2 separate regions of the Sus scrofa genome follow, and region 2 is linked to region 1. A link is a contact called in public HiChIP or PLAC-seq data. All regions are on one chromosome and are shown on one strand. Each heading gives the region's core, a stretch centred on a gene start, on an enhancer-like site or on the middle of the called end of the contact. The rest is flanking DNA. Distances are from core to core; before and after follow the strand shown.

What was found. HiChIP or PLAC-seq counts read pairs in DNA pulled down with a chosen protein or histone mark.
Region 2: an H3K27ac HiChIP or PLAC-seq map of alveolar macrophages shows a contact between it and region 1. The contact joins two enhancer-like sites. A contact is called at or near these places in 1 of 47 Hi-C or Micro-C datasets (adipose tissue) and 2 of 2 datasets of contacts at active chromatin or transcription factors (alveolar macrophages and skeletal muscle).

Annotation. Positions count from the first base shown.
Region 1 is chr15:101,639,257-101,646,827 of Sscrofa11.1, forward strand. The region is part of intron 1 of PLCL1 (inactive phospholipase C-like protein 1); the gene reads left to right. Among named protein-coding and RNA genes, the nearest start is that of PLCL1, 19 kb to the left of the region's middle. Within about 2 kb of position 4,960, at least 2 of the 83 cell types and tissues checked have an H3K27ac peak or open chromatin away from gene starts, as enhancers often do. A contact at or near this core is called in alveolar macrophages, where this site is marked.
Region 2 is chr15:101,918,386-101,925,956 of Sscrofa11.1, forward strand. All of the region lies in intron 5 of PLCL1 (inactive phospholipase C-like protein 1), which reads left to right. Among named protein-coding and RNA genes, the nearest start is that of PLCL1, 300 kb to the left of the region's middle. Within about 2 kb of position 3,191, at least 1 of the 83 cell types and tissues checked has an H3K27ac peak or open chromatin away from gene starts, as enhancers often do. A contact at or near this core is called in alveolar macrophages, where this site is marked.

The DNA.
Region 1 (7,571 bases), core at 3,710-6,209:
ATTTGTTTTTGTGGACCTTTTAACTTTCCATCTCTTGTTCTCTTTTCTAGTGGTTTGATGACTACCTTTAGTGTTGTATTTGGATTGCTTTTTCTTGTTTGTGTATGTATCTATTGTAGGTTTTTGGTTTGCAGTTATTCTGAAGTTTTGATGTAAGAGTCTATATATATGTGTGTATATATATATATATATATATGATTGTTTTAAATTGTTGGTCTCTTAATTGCAAGTGCATCTCCAGTGTCCTGCATTTGTACCCACCTCTTTTAATGATTTCTGATTTTGATGGCATAATTGTGCATGGATGATTTCGTATCTTTATTGTGTATATACCTTTATTGGTGAGCCTTGTCATTTGTGCTATTTTTGTTTCCTGTTGCTGCCTTTTCTTTTCTGCCTAGAGAAGTTCCTTTAGTATTTGTTGTAAAGCTAGTTTAGTGTTGCTGAATTCCCTTAGCTTTTGTTATCTGTAAGCTTTTGATTTCTCCTTCAAATCTGAATGAAAGCCTTTCTGGGTAGAGTAATCTTGGTTGGAGGTTTTTTCCTTTCATCACTTTTAATATATCATGTCACTCCCTTCTGGCCTGCAGAGTTTCTGCTGAAAAATCTGCCAATAACCTTATCAGGGTTCCCTTGTATGTTATTTGTTTCTTTTCCCTAGTTATTTTCATTATTTTCTCTTTGTCTTTAATTTGGTCAGTTTGATTAATATGTGTTTCAAGATGTACCTCCTTTGGGTTATTTTACATGGTACTTGTTTTGCTTCCTGGATTTGAGTGAGTGATTCCTTTTCCATGTTAGGGAAGTTTTCAGCTATTATCTCTTCAAATATTTTATCTGGCCCTTTCTCTCTCTTTCTTTTCCTTCTGGCACCCTTATAATATGGATGTTGGTGTGTTTTTGTTGTCTCAGAGTTCTCTGAGACTCTCTTCATTTGTTTTCAATCTTTTTTCTCTTTTCTATTCCACACAAGTGATTTCCAGTGGTCTGTTTTCCACCTCATTTATTTCCTCTTCTGCCTCCTGTATTCTGCTGTTGGTTTCTTCTAGTGAATTTTTTATTTCAGTGATTGTATTTTGTACCTATGCTTGTTTAATCTTTAAATATTCTATTTCTTTGCTCAGTGTTTCTTGTAATTTATCAATCTTTGCCTCCAGTTTATTTCCAAGATCTTGAATCATCTTTACTGTCATGGAAGTTGGTAATCTCCAGATCACTTAGCTGTTTTTCTGATTTTTTTTTCTTGTTCCTTTAACTGAGTCATAATTCTCTGCCTTTTCATTTTGCATAGATTTTTGGGTGTGGTCTCCTTTTTGCAGACAATAGGGTTGTAGCCTCTCTTGCTTCTGATGTCTTCCCCCCTTGTGGCTGAAGTTGGTACAGGGGCTTGCTGTAGGCTTACTGATGGGAGGGACTGGTACCTCAAAATCTTACATTATTTTTAATTCTTGTAAGGGTCTGGCAAGACATAGCTATTGTTATTATTTCAGCCTTGCAAATAAGGAAGCCAAAGCTCTGAGATGTAGGGAAACTTGTTCCAGGCTCACAGATATTAAGTATGTGTGTGTTTGATAGTGTGGAGTTAAGGAAGGACAGAATTTTTTCTATTTTCTTTGTCCCTCAAGCTTGAAATCCCCAGGATCCCAAATTTCCAAAAACAAAAACAAAAAAACCCCCCAAAACAAACAACAAGCAATTATTTAAGAATATACTCATCTGGTTTTATGGGGCCAGGGTTAAAGCAGTTAAGGTGGTTTAATCTTGAGTTGTTCTGCAATAAAAAACAACCACCATCTCTCTAGCTAAGTGAACACATTTGAGTTGAAAGTCAGAGGGATTTAATAAACAACAACAAGTTTGAGGGGATTATTTCAGCATACCTTCTAGATTGGAGGTTTGGATTTCTTACTCTTCAAAATCTTCATTTTAGAGACCCGAAATATTTGTTTTCTATTGTTGCTTTAACAAATTAACACAAACTTAGTGTTTTCAAACTAAGTTTAATCTTATTATCTTATTGTTCTAGAGATATGCAATGTGAAATGTTTCTCAGTGGACTAAAATCAAAGTATTGGCAGGCCTGTGTTCCTTTTTGGAGGTTCTAGGGGGAAATCCATTTTCTTGCCCTTTTCATTTTCTGGAATCTGCTGCATTCTTTAGATCATGGCCACTTCCATTTTCAAAGCCAGCAACAGCCAGTGGAGTCTTTTTCACCTCACACCACCTTTAACTTTTATTTTTATCCCCTCTCATTTTCTTCTGTCTCCCTCTTGCATATTTAAAGATCCTTGTGATTATGTTGGGTTTACCCAGATAATCCAAGATAATCTTATTTAAAGTCAGTTGATTAATAATTTTAATTACATTCATAATCTTAATTCCCCTTTGCCATGGAACCTAACATATTCATAGGTTCTGGGAAATAGGACATAAAAATCTTTGGGGGCTATTATTATATAATGTCCTAGTTTCAGAATTAGGTCACTGTTGTAGTGATGATTTTTCCCCACTCTTGATGAATTTTATTAGATTCTTTAAATAAAAATATAATTTGTTATCAATATGAACAGTCTACTGGATCTAGAATTTTGATAAATTTAATAACAAACAATTAGCTTATAGATTTTAGAGACATTTCATTTCTAACTGCATCTGAATTTTTACACATTTTTTTTTTTGTACTTTAATATGCAAAGATTTTTTCTTCTTCTTTTTTTTTTTTGGAATGTGGAGTTTCCTGGGCCAGGGGTTGAACCTGAGCCACAGCAGTATCAATGCCAAATCCTTAACTGCTAGTTCACCAGGAAATGCCAATACATAAAGCTTTAATAGGAAATTAAGAGTATACTTCATAATAGGTCCATCCACCTCTTTACAGATTTGGAAACTGAGATTTAGAGTCATTATTGACTTCCTCATATCACAAAACAAATTGGTGGAGAACTGGTACCAACATTTTCCAATTTTTTTATGACCTCATAAGATTTAAAAAGAAGTAGATTCAGATTTCTGGATTTTATTCTTAATCTGACCTTCACAAGAATTTAAGAATGACCTTCAGTTTCTCACAATATTCTTGTGCATTTGATTTGGCTGAGTAGAGTGTATTTCTGAAAACTCTCTGAGAAAATTGATTCAACTGATCTATTTGAGCAGATGTCCTCTACTACCTTCACTGTTAAAAGTATAAAACTTTAACGGTGTGGTGCAGTGGGTTAAGAATCTGATTGCAGCAGCTCAGGTCACTGCAGAGGTGCATGTTTGATCCTCAGCCCTGTGCAGTGGGTTACTGGATCCTGCATTGTAGCGGCTGTGGCTTGGATTCAGTTCCTGGCCTGGGACCTTCCATATGCTGTAGGTGCACCATAAGAAAAAGTGTAAAAGCTCATAAATTATAATTGGAAAGAAGAAATGATGTTCCAGACAGAGAAAGATTTTTTTGGTTGTTAAAGATGTGGGTCTTTTTTTTTTTCCTTAAAGAGGTATTTTGTTGAGTCCTGGTGTCTAGTGTATAAAATCAATTATTTATTTTACTCCCTTTCAACTTTATTGAATAAGTTTCATTAGAAGAATCATATTACAGAAACTACTCCTAACAGCCATACACAAAGTACGCACTTACCTGGGCCTTGGGTCATTATTGTGTTCCTGTATGTATTGTTAGAGGAAGGGGGTTTCCAGGCTATATGGCAGTGCAAGATGTTAAAATAAGGATAAAACCCACAATTTCCTCAGTGGTGCATATATTGAAGAGTGATTTCCAGGAAAGCTCACATCATAGAGAACCAATTGCTGTCTGGTTTCATGGATAGTAAGACCAGCTTATGGAACGTTTTCCGCTGTTTAAAACCTGTTAAAAGCCAGAAGAGAAAAATAGCATTCTCCACTGACATTGGGATCAACTGAGGATGTGATTAGTGGCATTAAATTTTTTTTTAAGAAGGTTGGAATCGTAACTTTGAAAAGTCCTGGATGTAGATATTAGATATTTATTTATACAATGTGAAAACTCTGCATCAGATATTTCTTTTGTTCTGAACTCCTTCAAGAAAAGTCTGGAGAAAACCAAACCGTGACTTAAGCCCTTTAACAACTCTGCCTAGGATTTTATTATCTTTTAAAAATATAGTTTCTTAAAAGGTCTAAAACACTGCTCTGAGGCTTTTTATGGACATGCAAGCTTAGCTTTGTGTTTATCTGATTGTGTCTTAAATCCTTCTGAATTCTTATTCATGGTTTCAATTTTGATTTTCAGTTTTTACAGTTGAAAACGACTTGAGCATTTTAAAGGACAAGTAGAGGACTAAAGTAGATTATTTGTCTTACTCCTATGAGGATCTTGGTGCTATGACCCTTAAGGGACTGTCTTTATAGTTTTCTTCAAGTACTCTTTTCCTGCATCATTTTGATCTTTTCTTTCGTAAACTTTTCTGTTTCCAGCTTCCAGAAAGTATACCATTGTTTGTATAAACAAAAACATTGCTTGCTTTAGATGGCTGGCTTGATCTACACCTGAATTTTAAATTCAGACTTTCACTGTTAAAAGTCTTTATTAAAGGAGGAATTTAGCTGAGAATATTTATACATGAATCTCTGAGCCTTTGAAATGAGGGAGTTTACTTTCAATATTTATAAATGTATTTATTGGGAAGCTAAGCTGCTCAAACATGCATTAGCTTCAACAAGATACGCAGAAGTTTATTTCTCTAATAAGTAACATTCTATAACTAGGGATGCTATTCTGAATCAGGTAAGTGGCTCTGATCCAGGGGTCTTGTTTCCTTTTGCCTTCTTTTTGGGCTGTCCTTTAGGTGTTGTTTTGTCCCTTTGATTAAACTGGCTCACCACCACATCCCCCTTCTGTTCCATAAGAAAGGGGAGAAAAAGAAGAGGAGGGCAAGTAGCTTTAAGGAAGTTATCTGTGAATTGCTCCAATTACTTCTATTTTTATCTCATTGGCCTGTCAGTGATATGGCCACATCCAGCTGGGACATGTGGTGTTTACCTAGGTAGTCATATGCTCAGCTTAAAGTTTAGGAGATTCTTTTTTTTTTTTTTTTTGCTTTTTAGGGCCACACCCGAAGCATATGGAAGTTCCCAGGCTAGGGGTCAAATTGGAGCTATGGCTGCCAGCCTACACCATAGCCATAGCAACTTGGGATCTGAGCTGTGTCTTTGACCTATGCCACAGCTCACAGCAATGCCAGATCCTTAACCCCCTGAGCGAGGCCAGGGATCAAACCCACATCCTCATGGATACTAGTAGGATTCATTTCTGCTGCACCACAATGAGAACTCCAGGAGATTCTTATTAGTAAACAAAGAAGAAGACTCTAAGTATTGTTAAGGTTACAATAACTAGTTATTCGTATATTCTTAACTTGGAGGAGGAATCAAAGTGTTTTGTGATATGAGAGAGTTGAATACTACTCTGATGTGTTTTGGGGTTCACATTGGTCTGGTTAGAGCAACTGATGAGAACATGACCGATGTGCTACTAGGTCCTTTTTCAATTCCTATATGAACCAGTTAACTTCAAAATTATGTTTCACAGACATGAACTACACTTTTCATCCTGACTTGCAAATTCATACCATATATGACACAGAGAAACCCCAAACAAGGGCAATCCAGGATGTCTTGAGTAACTACTGTGTGCCACACATGGTGGGAGGGAATCTGATGGGCTGTTTTAGGTGAGCTGTTGGAAGGCAGCAGGTACAGCAACTCCAGTAGAGGAGGAGCCTCTGAGGATGTGTAGATACTGGCCTCCAGTCAGCAAGGGACTTCCTGTCTTATGAGGGAGCCAATTCCATTTTCAGGCTGCTTTTATTTGAAAAAAATTCTTATATTGAGCCCAAATCAAGTTCTTCCCTGATGCATTTCCTAGTCAGTCTGGTTTCTTCTTCAGGAGCTAGAAAGAGGAAGTTTTAAGTATTCATGTGAAACTCTTGACATACTTGAAGGGAGTCATGTGAATGTCTCCTCCCATGCTCCCATTGCAGTAAGGACCCCTGACATTTATTGAGTGCTTACCCTGTTCCAGACACTGTTCTGAGCACTTTACATATATTATCTTATCTAATTCTCACTAGGCTTATGAAGTGCAGGATGTTGACCCTATTTTCTTAGATGAGATTGAGGGACAGACAGTTTAAATAACTCGCTCAGATTCACTCAGCAAATAAGTGGCATGTTCTGATTTGTCAGTGTTTTGCTTAAAATGTTGTTCCCAGACTATAACATTGGTTGCTATACTGGATGCACCATGGTCCATTATAGTGGACTGTTTTACCTCCATTTTTATGGATGCTGTATTTCTATAATAAAATCATCAGGGAAATTTTTCTTATGGGAAAAAAACCCCAGTATGTTCCACTGACAGCAATTCAGCAAGTTGTCTTTGTATCCAGATGCTGTCCTTCTGAATTTGGGAGGATCTGATGAGTTGATTGAAGGCAGGCTTGATGTGGCAGCTGCATTCAATTTAATATGATATATAGATCCATTGCATTTTTCTTAAATAGGGAAATAGTTGGTAAAAAAAAAAGTAGTTAAGAAAGATTTTCTTATTAGCTATGTGAAGCAGTGGAGATAAATTAGGGATTAAGAGAATGCCTAGAAGTTTCCAGAATTAGGTGCTAAGTCTAGGAGGTAATATAGCACTGCCATTAAAAAAGTAGCACTTAGAATTGGACTGCTAGAATTGGAATCCTCATTCTTTATTTATTTAGCTATGTGGCATCAGGCATATTACTGAATCTCTCTGACTCTCCCTCAACTTCATTATTTTATTTAATTTAATCTTATTGGGATATTGTTGGTTTACATTGTTGTATTAGCTTCAAGTTTATAGCAAAGTGAATCCATTATACATATACATATATCCATTCTTTTTTTACATATAGGTTATTACAGAACATTAAATAGACTTCCTTGTGTTAGATAGTGGGTCCTTGTTAATTATCTGTTTTGTATATAGTAGTGTGTATGTGTTAATCCCATCCTCCCAATTTATCCCTCCCCCATATGGTTTCTTTTTTGGTAACCCTAAGTCTGATTTTAAAATCTTTGTGTTTGTTTCTGTTTTATAAATACATTCTTTGGTATCATTTTTAAATTAGATTCCACATATAAGTGATATCATATGATATTTGTCTTTGTCTGGCTTACTTCACTTAATATGATAATCTCTAGTCCGTCCATGTTGCTACAAATGACATTATTTCATTCTTTTTTATGGCTGAGTAATATTCCATTGTATATATGTACCACATCTTCTTTATCCATTCCTCTGTCAATGGATATTTAGGTTGCTTCCATGTTTAGCAATTGTAAATAGTTCAGATTCATTATTGTAGTAGAACTTACCTCATAGGGTGGTTGAGAAGATTAAATGAGAAAATTCGTATAGAGTGCTTAGGTAAGTAGTTGGCACATGGTAGTCAGCCAACAAATGTTCTTATTTTGAAATAGAAAAAATACAATCTGAGACTAGTCTTGAAGTACAACGTCCTCCTGACAAGGACTTTTCAGAGACATAAAGGACTCATTAAGTAAAAATAATTCTT
Region 2 (7,571 bases), core at 1,941-4,440, 280 kb after region 1:
ACCACTTTACTTTATCTCCAGTAGGACTAAATTTAGTGTCTCTTGAAGGTAATTTTTTTTTCAGATGAAAGCTGCATTTTATAATGATTTTGAATAATTCAAAAGTGGCAGAATCCAAATGAATAGATGCAGCATAGACTAGAGGACTTGGTTCTAGCTTGGGAGGTCTAACTTTTCTTGCAGGGAAACTTTCTTTAGAGAAAATTTGTTTCTTACACACAGAGTCTTAGTCTAAGGTGAGTTTGATGTCTTTACTCTGTTAACTATTTTCTACAGTGATATATGGAAAGAATATTTCGTTCTAACTTCCTATAGCCCTTTTGGGTTTTTCAGACACAAGCACCTCTTCTTTCCTTGTTACTCTAGGGAGAACATGGGATACATCTAATTTTCTTATTCTTAACCCAAATCAGAGCAACATGAGCTCACTACTCTGAATGTATTTATGTAAGTGTGGTGCATACATTATCAAGTACAAACAAATCCACTTTTAGGTAAAGAGAGATTTTATTTGAAAGGATTTTTGCAATATGGGGCAGAGGACCCTTGCAATAAATACGGAGAATGATTCTTCCATAAAATTTATAAGCATCTTAAAGTAATTTTTTTTTTTTACTGAAAGGGGCAAATGAGGCTAGAAGAACTAGGTATGGAGAGGGGGTGGCTGGGTGGTGTGATCCTGAGAGGCCGTTAAGAAGGGGCAGTATACGGGGTCAGGCTGGAGGAGGGTGGAAGTTTAGGGCCTGAAGGAAGGAGAGAAGCTTAACTTAAGGTTGGTTAATGTGTACAAACAGTTCAGCTAATCATTTCTGAAAGAGAACTTGGAGGGTCATTGTCTGGCCTTGGCATAAGTGAATGAGGAAGGCATCCATGGGTCTTATCTAAATCACATGGGGAAGAGTGGCTCTTAGAAGTAAGCCATTTCCTGGAACGCAAAAAGTTAAGAGTTTCTCAATCATCCCTGTTTTCCAGGAGCATAGGGCTCAGGTAAAGTTTAACATTGTCAACATATACACATACATATATGAATATGGATATAAGAAATGTGGTGTGTGTGTGTATTATCACACGTACATATATATGTACATAATATATATATATATGTATGTAAATATAAATGTGTAAAGAACATTTTAGGTTAAGAATAATGAGATTAGACATTACTCTTTTAAAGCCATATTGAAAAGATCACCACTTCCCTCAATCTAGAAGTGTTCTCTTCCAATTTAATTAGCCTTCCCTTGTTTTGGATAGATCCAGTGTGCTCAAATATATAGCATGTACCTAACTGCATGCTCATAGTAACTGACCAGGTGGGAGGGGGTTCTCCTATATTTATCACTTCTTGTAAAACAATTTTGTATTGTTAAATCATTCCCCATATTGTAGTGATACTTTAAGCATTTGTAGTAAGTTAAGGTGCCTATTCACTAATGCAGAACAATTAGGAACTAAATTTCTCTTTTAAGGAAAAATCCATGGCTTTATGAGAAGATTAATTATAGATTTTTTTTTTCAAAAAGAAATCTCTTTGGAGTTTAGCTTATTTAGATCCATCAAAAAATCTACACATTACTGTTCAGAAAAGTATCTGAATAAGAAAGGAATACTTATCATCATTATCATCATTGATATTACAATCATTATATTAATATTTTGAGAGAAGATAATTTCTGGAAAGAAAAGATTCCCTGTCACAGAACTATAACTTAGAATTGGGTCCTAAACTTTCGCATTATCAGATGGTTTTATGGAAAGTTTATCAAATTATTAGGTAGAACTGCCTGCTTTCAGAGACCAAGAAGTGTATAGGTCTTGTTTTAGATGAAGAGAATCCTTCAATCGGCAACAAAATATACTAACCTCTTATGATTTGGTTTGTAAATCTGCCAGGGCAAAGCTATGTGTTCTAAAAATAGCCAAACTCTTTGAGTGTTTATTTAAAAGATACTATTCTCAATGGACTTTTGAATCAATAGACTCAGAGATGGAAAGTTCTTAAATTACTTCACGATGTATTCCAGGATAAAAGGATTGCAACCCAAATCCCTCGGAGGTATCCTTTAGTCAACTAGAACACTCGAGATTTCCCAGGTTTCTGCTGCACAGCAGTTGACATTATGGAACAACTAGAATAAAATTGGTTTATGAAGCCTGTTGCCTAGAAATATTAATCTTATGGACCAAAAAAGAAGTTCCTGATCAGTTCCTAACAAGTCTAGTTTCAGAAAGTTGAGGTTTTTTTCCCGCAAACATGCATTATTAGATTATTAGATTAGATTATTATAAAATGTATTTCTTTTATACTTTTGAAATAGACTAGATATCTTCAAAGTATGGTCTGGGTTTCAAAGTATGGTCTGGGTTTCTGATTGACTTAGGTCAGAAATAGGGGTTTGCCTCATTGTAATTTTATATTTCTCCAAATTTAATTGAGCTTCACTTTTTTTTTTTTTTGTCTTTTTTAGGCCTATACCCACAGCATATGGAAGTTCCCAGGCTAAGGATCAAATCAGAGCTGCAGCTGCCAGCCTACAGCACAGCCACAGCAATGCAGGATCCAAGCAGCATCTGTGACCTACACCACAGCTCACAGCAACACCAGACCCTTAACCCACTGAGCGAGGCCAGGGATCGAACCCATTGTCCTCATAGATACTTGTCGGGTTTGTTACCACTGAGCCACAACGGAAACTCCGAGGTTCACTTTATTTTAAGCAAAAATATATAGAGAGGGAAAATTGAAAGTTTTAGAGTTACTTGTGTTCTCTGGTGGATATTATTGAATCAGTAGTTTATTTGTTCAGACTGCAGAGAAAAGGACATTTTGAACATCTGATAAAACAGTCATATTGATACTTAAGAGCTATAGACAGTTTGTTTGCTGGTGAAATCATGGCTGGTTGCCCATGACTTCCTCATTCCCTTATCTTCCAGATGGTTCTTTACACTTATTAAAAATGTTGGAGGAAACAGGCTCTTTTGTTTATTGTGCATTTGATATCACCCAAAAACTGATATCCAAGGCTGCTAAAAAATGAAGCTGACATGTAAATGCTTGTGTGTAAAAAGTGAGTTTTAACTGTAGCTACCCCTTAATATTAAATCTGAATAAGACTAAAGATTCTTAACAATGTATATTGTGTATCCTCTGAGTCAGCCCATAGAATCTTTTCGTGTAATCTGAAACCAGAGGGGGAAAAAAAAGCAATTTCCTTCCTCTTTTCTTTTATCTGTAATACATTTTTGTCTGGGAGAGGAAGAATATCATTGAAAGAAACAATTATGTGTATATATAGTGTGTGTGTGTGTGTGTGTGTGTGTGTGTGTGTTATAACCCCTTGGTACTTACATGAAACAAGCTATTAACTCCACTCATTGTAAACTCTGTATGATACATGTAGATATAATCATAGTGATAATGGAGAAATGACAGCTACTCTGAGGTTTTGATTTTCTAGACCTATTCTCAGTGGTTCTTGTGAAAAACATAAAAATGTATAACAATATAATAATTACAAACACTTCCAGGGTGGAAATTCCATTTCTGAATTTTGGAAAGCACTTTCTTAGCTACTAAATTACAGTTATATTATTCACAGTAAATCATTTCTGTCATCCTTCCCTTAACAACCAACACCTTCCAGATTACTGGGTTCATCCCAGAAGTATTTTGTTCTTTAACTTCCTCTCTGGTCAGAGGGAAAGGGAGCAAATAGTGAAGTGATTACCACTGTTTTTATTCTTTAAATAACTGCTCCTGGGAAGGTCATTTCCTTTGGCTCCTTTGTCAAGGATACCCAGGAAGAGTTTTCACAGGAGACCCTGAGCTACAGCTGGCCTTGATAATTAATTACATGAGACTTTGTGAATTTCATTGAGATTAAATATAAGTACAACTAAAATTATCTTCCTGGAGCTCTTCATTAGATATTTCTATAGCATTGCAATTTCCTTTTTGCAACACAAGGTTTAATTGATCCCTGAATGGGCCAGAGCTGCTGTCTTCAAATACTACTGTACTTGTTGTACATTAACAGCTCTAGGGGGCGCTATTCCCCTTGAGTCTATGAGAATGAATCCTGCAGTTGTCATATAGCTACCCTGAAATGGTTAATCTAATCTTTTTTTTTTTTTTTTTTAATCTCTAGGCTTCAGTTTTCACTGAAGTTTTGAGAGAATGTCTTTAAGTGTCTATTACTTACATTAATTTTAATTATTTATTGTCTACTACAGTGATTTTTCCTATTAAGATTTACATTTAGGAGAAGTCTAGTAATTTCAAAAGATCCATGTGCAATGGTGTGTCTTATTGTGAATCTACCACTTACTTGTATGTTGAAGCACAATAGAGAAGCTCAACAATCCAGAATATTATATACCTCAGAGGAAGAAATTTTATTTGTAGCTTTAGCTAAATCTTAACTTTAATTGGTTTTGACAACCAAACTTGGTTAATTCCATTCGTAGCTCCAGATGACAGAAACAAGAGGCCATATTATTGGGAAAATAATATCCAATCGTCTTTTCGAGTCCATTACATGCTTGTGAGAGAAATTTTAATATGTTTTTAATCTTCAGGGGAAAAAAATGCTCTAAATTCATTTAAGAGGATTCAGAAACACAAATTTTTTTTTTCTTAACAGCCCAAGTATACTTGAGTGAGATAAAAATGTTTTTGATATTTACCTGTCAGCCATAGGAAAGAATTCCACATTCTTGGCTTGTGATGGGGCTACTCCATAGCTCTTCACCTCCACATTTCATGCTCCCACTTTCCCACAGTTCTGTGGTTCCTGAAACTTATTGGGCAATTTCAGGATTCTGCGCCTTTGCACATGCTATTCCTGCCAGTTATAATGTTCTTTTTTTTTTTTTTGGTCTTTTTGCCATTTATTGGGCTGCTCCCGCGACATATGGAGGTTCCCATGGTAGGGGTCAAATCAGAGCTGTAGCCACCAGCCTACGCCAGAGCCACAACAACGCAGGATCTGAGCTGTGTCTGCAATCTACACTACAGCTCACGGCAATGCCAGACTCTTAACCCACTGAGCAAGGCCAGGGATCGAACCCGCAACCTCATGGTTCCTATTGGGATTCGTTAACCACTGAGCCACGACGGGAACTCCACATAATGTTCTTTCCCTCCTCAATCAACTAACCAGCTCTATCTCCTCACTTAGTCCAGCACAAGCATCATCTGTTACTTTTTCAGGAATGCTTCCCTGATCTTTTCTCTCTATGCCCGCCATTCTTCAGTTTTCATCAAAACCAGATCATCTTTTTGTGCTATTTCTGTATCTTATACTCAGTTTCACTCCTGTATTGCAGTGATTTGTTCCCATGGCTTCACCCGTATGAGGTTGCATTCCCTCAGGGGCAGGGCTGTGCCTCAGCACAATGCTCAGCCTAAGCTGGGATCACAGAGGATCGCAGAAGCTAAGCGGCTTGTTCAAGAGAACATACCTGACCAGGAAGCAGCGGAGCTCGATGCGGACCTCAGTCTGTGTTCCTCACATCCATGGTCACGATGTCCAACCTACTACTGCCTGATGCCTGTGTGGCAAGTGGGAAGATGGGTGTTTCTGCAGTTCTTGGCAGCTCCATTTTCTCATGGGGTTGGCATTTTGTCCTCTTCCTTCCTTCTTCTACTGCTAGGGAGTGTCATTCTCCCTGGCCTGCTCCTCCTCAACTTCATCTTTTCTGACCAGGGCATTTTTTTTCCCCAAAACACAGGCAGGCGCTCATGGGCACTAGATTGGTAATTTGGCTTTAGCTTTTTCTCTCAGTAAGCTCACTGATCACTGCCATTTTTTCATTCTCCAGGTACTCATATTCTGTCTGCTGGGCAACTAGTGGCTATTCTCAGAGTGTTTATAGAGTTGCATGGTTTTCTACATCACTGCTTCAGCTCCTTCCAGCCGTTCTCCTAAGTTCATGCCTCATAAATGCAGTGTGCACACACATATACAAATATTCTGAATACACATTATAGACACTTCTTGGTGGCCCTATTCTACATTGTACAACTAGTAAAATTTTTTTATTGAAATAGAAGCAGCAGATGGTATGTGCTCAACATGTTTGTTGAATTATTTGAATATAAACCTGAAAAGATATTAAAAATTGTCCTAGTGCAATAAGACCTTAGTGACTCTTGCCTTCATTGCTCATAAGAGGATGAAAAAAAGATACTTTAATTATCTTTGGGTTTCTTCTCTTTTTCCAACATGATTCGTATATTATTAACAATCCAAGTGACTGAACTTTAGAACTTTTTGTATGATCTTTTTTTAAAACCTGGGTAAATTTTATCCTTGAGTTCCCTCCTCCTTTTGTGAATCATCACCATCTTCATCACTGTCAGTCTTTAAATATTTATCAAGAGCTCATCTTATACCTAGTGCTATAAATATATGAAGATGTCTTGAGAGTTTGCTCTCATTTCTACATTCCACTTATGTCTTGAACAGGCAGAACTTTTCCCACTGGTCTTTGCTACACTTGTGGAAAAATCTTCTCATCTTGAGATCATCATTATTTTCATCCAATAACTTAGAGAATTATTGGAAAAACGGCTTATGCACCCCAGAAAGAAATGGGACATTTGGGGGAAGATAAAAATCATCACTGTAAGACTGCAGTCAAGCAGATGACTGAATGAAACTGATGAATTTGATTCTCTTTCAAATACTTTCCTTTTTTTTTTTTTTTTTTTTTTTGCTTTTTAGGGCCACACCCTGGGGCATATGGGAGTTCCCAGGTTAGGGGTTGAATCAGAGCTACAGCTGCCAGCCTGTGCCACAGCCACAGCAGCAACACCAACACCAGATCTGAGCTACATCTCTGACCTATACCACAGTTCATGGCAACGCCAGATCTCTGACCCACTGAGCGAGTGAGGCCAGGGATTGAACCAGCGTCCTCATGGATACTAGTCAGGTTTGTTTCCACCACACCATAATGGGAACTCCTCAAATATTTTTCTTAATACAGAATGCACTTTAGCAACAACAAATAATAATAGATAACTGTTCTAAAATGCTTATTCTCTGCTAGACAGTGTTCCAAGCACTTCATACTTGATAAACCATTCAATTCTAATAGCAATCATATGATGTAGGTACTACTAATATTTATGGTTTACACATGCAAAAATTAAGGGACAGAGGGCGTAGGTAATAGCTTTAGTAAGGTCAGCTAGCTAATGAGTGGCAGAGCTAGAATCAAAACACAGGGTCTCTGGACTCAGAGTTTTTGTCTATCTTATGACAAGCCTGCCCCCACCGGTTACTTGTCTATTTCATATGTAACATATGGAAAAGCATATTAACAATGATAAAGCCATATTTTATAATAGTAATTAAAATCCTAAACTTACAAACACATAAATGCAGGGGGGGGGGGTGTCTTCAGACAGGTAGAGAAGGGTTCATCATTCATAGTACAGAAGGCAAACTATCCCCAAATTTTAAACACAGGTTTCCAATGTGGTTGGATGTAGACAATAAGTTAACTTGAGGCACAGATTTGAACACTGGGAGAGAGATGACTGTCATGGGCTGATTGTG